2 separate regions of the Mus musculus genome follow, and region 2 is linked to region 1. The links are chromatin contacts, called in public Micro-C maps. All regions are on one chromosome and are shown on one strand. Each heading gives the region's core, a stretch centred on a gene start, on an enhancer-like site or on the middle of the called end of the contact. The rest is flanking DNA. Distances are from core to core; before and after follow the strand shown.

What was found. Hi-C and Micro-C count contacts between places; a contact is called where the count stands out from the background.
Region 2: a contact with region 1 is called in a Micro-C map of the G1E-ER4 cell line, with 4 times the contacts expected there. The contact joins two enhancer-like sites. A contact is called at or near these places in 3 of 15 datasets of contacts at CTCF or cohesin (CD8 T cells, large pre-B cells and pro-B cells), 8 of 484 Hi-C or Micro-C datasets (the G1E-ER4 cell line, the HPC-7 cell line, bone marrow-derived DN2 thymocytes and 3 more) and 2 of 115 datasets of contacts at active chromatin or transcription factors (DN3 thymocytes and the HPC-7 cell line).

What each region holds. Positions count from the first base shown.
Region 1 is chr1:38,766,027-38,768,726 of GRCm38.p6, forward strand. No RefSeq gene overlaps it. Among named protein-coding and RNA genes, the nearest start is that of Lonrf2, 69 kb to the right of the region's middle. Within about 2 kb of position 1,410, at least 71 of the 459 cell types and tissues checked have an H3K27ac peak or open chromatin away from gene starts, as enhancers often do. A contact at or near this core is called in the G1E-ER4 cell line, where this site is marked.
Region 2 is chr1:38,695,029-38,697,930 of GRCm38.p6, forward strand. No RefSeq gene overlaps it. Among named protein-coding and RNA genes, the nearest start is that of Gm34596, 66 kb to the left of the region's middle. Within about 2 kb of position 1,378, at least 16 of the 459 cell types and tissues checked have an H3K27ac peak or open chromatin away from gene starts, as enhancers often do. A contact at or near this core is called in the G1E-ER4 cell line, where this site is marked.

The DNA.
Region 1 (2,700 bases), core at 160-2,659:
ATTTTGAGTAATTGTATAAGACATAAATGTTATACCACTAGCACCAACAGAATCAAGCGCTTCTTTTTTCTTTCTTCCTTCCTTCCTTTCTTTCTTCCTTTCTTTCTTTCTTTCTTTCTTTCTTTCTTTCTTTCTTTCTTTCTTTCTTCCTTCCTTCCTTCCTTCCTTCCTTCCTTCCTTCCTTCCTTCCTTTTTCTCTTCCTTCCTTCCTTTCCTTTTTTCTTTTAATGAAGCTGCCAACTAAGTTGAAAATCCTTTTCATCCTAGCTGCTGCACAGGAGGATGAATGAGGTGAGCTGAGAGCCCCAGCCGCAGACACCACAGACCCAGCAGACACTTCCCAGTAGCAGCACTCCCTGGGGATGCTATTAGTGTCCTGGGTTCTTGTACAGCGAGGGAGACAGGAGAGACTGATTACTATTCAGATCAGCCTCCAGGCCAAGACTGTCTGGAGCTGGCATCTCAGGTAAGTAAAAGGCAGACACTGTGGGCTCAGCACACCCTACACATACACACACACACACACACACACACACACACACACACACACACACTCCGGAGTTGAAAAGGCACAGCTGCTTCTCCAGTGTGTGTGGCTGATTTCTGGGAAACGCCTCTGGCCAATCCCCTCACCAACAAAATAAAAACAACAAACAAACAAACAAACAAAGCCCCGAAGGATGCATATTTGCTGTTTTGCTCTCTCAGCATCCTTTCCACAGCTACCATTCATGACCCCACCTCTATCAAGAGGTCTTCAAGACCTTTCGCTTGTCTTCTGGGAGAGGGCCTCTTACACTGTGACACTGTCCACCCAACTCATCAGGAAAGAATGGACAGCGGCAGCAAGGTCGCTGGCTCTCAAGGGTCAACACAATCCATCAAGTCATTTAAAGTGAGTCCTTGTCTCATACAAAATCCCATTTCCTTGAGTATCAACCCAGCTTTATCTAAACCTCCATCTTCAAGCTGGCTTGTAGGGAGCAGAAGGGCCGTGGTCCATGGGAGTTCAGCCCCCCTCCCCTCGGGAATGTCGGTCTGTGTAAGACTAAACCGTGCTGTATAAATCTTGTCCAGGAAAAGAAAGGAACGGTTGTGGGAGTAGAGTTACCCCAGCTGCTGGGGCCCCATGCGCATGCGCACAGCCCTGGGAGATCAGAGGGGAGCCAGACCGATTGATTCCTGGCCCACAGCGCCCTGTGTGAAGCAAACCCTCCTCAGATTTCTAAGGTTTCCAGGAGGGCAGGTTGGATGGGAGCCTTGCAGTGCTGAGGAGACTGAAGGATGCATTCTACCATGTGGCTCCAAAGATAAGTTGGGGGCGGCAGACTGGATAACAAGCTAGACTCCCTTCTACTTCTGATAAGATAGAGGGCCTCTGTCTTTGAACGTGTTATTAATACTCTGCTCAGTTCTGTGGCCAGTGGGAGAGCGGTGAGCCCGTTCCTTTCATCAGGGTAGCTAGGGCCTCCCCAGGGCTATGGGAGGGAGGTTATAGACAGAGCCCTGGGCCCACGATACCATTCAACATCTGGCTTCTTTCTTGGGCTCTTGGGAGTTTGTGCCCCCCCCCCTCCAAGCCCCAGCTTAGCCTTGAGGCTTCTGCCACAAATGTCTCCCTTGCTATGTAACCAGGTTTAATAAAACATGGATATTGTATAATAAATACTGCATTTTCATGAATCTGCCCGTGAGATCAAGTGCTGTGCTAGAAAATATTATGAAATATGTATCACAATCTCTTACAGCCTCCTCCGAGCATTTTATATAAATCGCTACCTGTCAGAAGGGTTTGTGGAGAGAATCGGGGACTCCATGGAAGGCCCACAGCTTTTCTCTGTTGCTATGAGATATTAATATATTAGCATAACGTTTTTAAAAATGCAAATCCGCCCCTGGTATTCATACACTCTGAGTGGCACCCTAAGAAACACGCCTTCCATCCACTTGAGCAATCACCGCTCCTGGCCCCAGCCCCGCTCCCTGCAAGACCCCTTGCCAAGCAGCAGCCAAAATCTGCTCGACAGTGCCCTCTACTGGCGGGGAATAAGAACTTGCTTCCTCCGCTGCGAGGCTCCTCTTTTTTAAAAGGGTCAGGATCACTTTCTCTGCATCTTCTCTCTCCTTACCTCGCCTTGTCTTCAAGTGAAAGAACTTGTTCTTTAGACCTAGTTAAGGGTGTCACGGACCCTCCTCCTCACACACGCCCGTATGCATCCCCTCTACATGCCCCCTTTTTGCTTTCTTGTGACTCGCTTGAGTTTTTCTGGGAAAACTCTTACCCATTTTCCAGCCTTTTCCCTTCCATTTAGAAGCCAAATACCAACAACAAACCCCAGGATTTTTTTTTTAATGCAAATTTTGTGTTGGTGATGTGAGAGTGCGCAGAGCATGTGCCTGTCTTTTGCCGCGGAGGGAAAAGCAGCATTGCTTCGGTGCCCTCCATATCTGAAGCTCTGGAAAGTTCCTAAAGAAGGTTTTTTTTCCTCCTCATTCTGCTTCTGAAGTGAAACCAACCCACAGCATTGGATGGAGATGCACTTTTGAATATACTGCTGTACTCAACCCGATTATTTTTCTGCTGACCTCCATAACAAAACCTGCTTTGCTGACGCTCTGGCCTAACTCACTGAGAACAGGGCATCCAGCTGTTTGCTAACTGTTCTAAAATGTTGCAAGTTACAATGTATTCCTGGTGTT
Region 2 (2,902 bases), core at 128-2,627, 71 kb before region 1:
AAGCTGGAGTCCACAGCTCATTAGGGATGTGACACAACATCAGTGGTCAAGCTCAGGATTCAACCTAAGTCCTGGCAGTCAATGGGCAACCTCAGTCCTGGTGGTCAACAGCTCCAGGGACTTTGGGATTCTCTCTGCACTGGTTCACAAAGAGGACACAGAGCAGGCTCAGTGGATAAGAGCACTTGTAGCTTTGCAGAGGACTTGTTGTCAGTTTCCAGACCCACATGGCAGTTTGCAACTTCACTTCCAGGGGTTCTGATACCCTCTTCTGGCCTTTGTGTGTGCACTGCATGAATATGGTTCACAGGCATGCAAGTAAAACGTCCAGATGTATAAAATTTAAACAGCAACAAAAACAAACAAATAAGCAAACAAAAGACTGGATCTCACTATGTAACCCAGGCTGGCCTATAACTTGCTATATAGCTCACACTGTACTATTATTGCCACCTTCCTGTCCCAACCTGCAGAACTGTGGTTACAGGTGCCCCCACCCATGCCCAGAGAAACAGTGTACTATTGCTTTAATTCCTGTAGCTAGAGCTAAAGAAGTGAGTCATCTGATATATTAAAAAAAAAAAAGTCTAAAAAACTTAGTTGTTCGTCTTGCACTGTGATAGCCCAAATGTCCATACTCATGGCTAAAAGTCACATGATCAACTATCCTGATTTTCCTAGGGCTGAAGGTTTCTGAGAACTGGAGATTTTCACAGAAATACTGGGAATGGTCACCTTCATGCCATTTCAATATAATAATAATAATAATAATAATAATAATAATAATAATAATAATAATAATAATTTACCTTGGATTCTTACTGGTTGACGTTCTTTTGGCAACCAACAACCAGGCTGTCTTCTACATTTTGTCCCTGGCAGCAACTCAGGCCACAGTGAAGCCATACCAGGGCCCACATTCCCACATTCCTTTCTCATTAAGTGGTGGCCTTCTTCCCAGGCATTCTGGGATAATTTGCTTTGTTGTTTAATGGGGGGATGTGGGCAGGCTCTTTAACCACCGCAGGTGGGGGGACTCAGGCACAACTCAGGAAGAGTGTGTTCCCAGAGGGGAAAGGAAGAACTCCTCTGCGTGCCTGGACTCTTCCTTCTAGGAGGCCCAGCTCCTCCACACTTCCATTATGATGTCTGTCTGCTCAGGCCTGGAAGAAGAGCTTCCTGCTGGGGAGAGATCATACGGCTTCCTCTGCTGCATGCGCTGCCTCACATCTGTCACACAGTGTGCACAAAGTAGCTTTCAATTCCTAAACTAACTTGAAATTCAATGCCAGCTAGCCCATGCCTTGGATTTCAGCATAGTAATTGGGCCACTGTCCAAGTCTCTAACGTGTGGCATCAGAGCTTTGCCTTGGGCTGTCTTTGTCATTTGGCTTCCTGCCAGCTGCTGTAATCTTTTCTTCACGTGAGTGACTTGGGAGATACACATCAACGCCAGTCTCCGGCGAGATGGTCCTGCCTCAGCTCTATCCACAATCTCATTTCCAGTAACAGCTCAATCATCCAGGGCAGCAGACAGGTCCCGATGGCAGGCGCATCGAGTGTCATCAGACTGGGCAGCAAAGTGAATTGACAAGCGCTGGAGGCCACTCATTTCCTCAGCCTCTGCTGGCACCAGCTAATGATCTGCATCGACATCTGAGCTAAGCCCTGTGAAATAAGGCCTTGCGCAGTGGCTGCTAATTCTAGCCACATCAGCAAAGCGAGCAGGCAGGTGAGCAGCCAGTGAGAAAGACCCTTCTTCTGAATTCAGTTCTTGTTTAAAAAGTGAGTAAAAAAAAATAATTGAGAAAGGAATGAGCCAGGATTTGGAATCATTTGTGTAAAATTCTATTTACATGAAAAGAAGCCGTGTACCAGAATGACGCACTCTAGGGGGTATTACAGACTAAATCATCTCAAGTTCCATCTATGAAACAGAACTCAGCCTCATCTCCTGACACCCCCACACCCCCTCTGTGGTAGAAATCAGTGGTGAAAACCAATTCCTCAGAGGGAAAAAAGATAGAAATATGAAACAAAGTATTGTTTTCTTCTCCTGTCTCTGAAGCACCAGTCCTTCAAAAGAGACATAAAAACATCACTTAAAACCCCAATCCTGATCTATCACAAAACTCTAAGAGTACGATTCTTCCTGGGGGTAAGCTAAAATCGGCTCGGAGGTCCCAGCGTGTAATTATTTTACCATCAAAGTCCAATTGCACTTTCTCACTGTTCGGATCTGTTTGTTTCTCCCTCAGCCATCAGCTGGCTCCCCCCTTACAAAGAGGAGCCTGGAAGGAAATTGAGTCCTTTCTGAGAACTAATAAAAGACCATCTCTCCCACAAGTGGTGTTTGGATTCTGGTTGTCATCATTTGGCTGGAAGAGACTCCAAGAAATGGGAGGGAGATTATTATACAAGAATACATATTGTAGGGAGATATGTGCCTCTTGATTCTGTGTTCCATTCCAGAAACTGAGTGATACAGATCTGAAATGCCTACTGATGCTTGCTCATGAGAGGGGGCAGGGTGTGGCTCGACCAGGGAACTTGGTCATCATTGACGAACAATTAACGAGTATTATGAAAAAGGAATGCTGGCATCACCTGGTCTGGCACACTCTCCAGTCTGAAGGATGGGCGGGGGGGAGGTTTCCTTTTCTAAGTTTACTTGATGTACCAAGAGAAACTGTTTCACACGTTCAAAGGTAAAGGATATTTAGGAATATTGCCTAATGACGCACCAGAAGCTCCCCAACTTCTAATGATTGACACTCCTCTTGAGTTTTCATTTTATCATAGTATGAAGCAGTCAGGAGAAATGGTACTTCAAAGCTTGAATCTGGGATTTTTCCAGGTGAGCAACATGGGACAGTAATCTCTGGAAATGCTGGACAGAGGC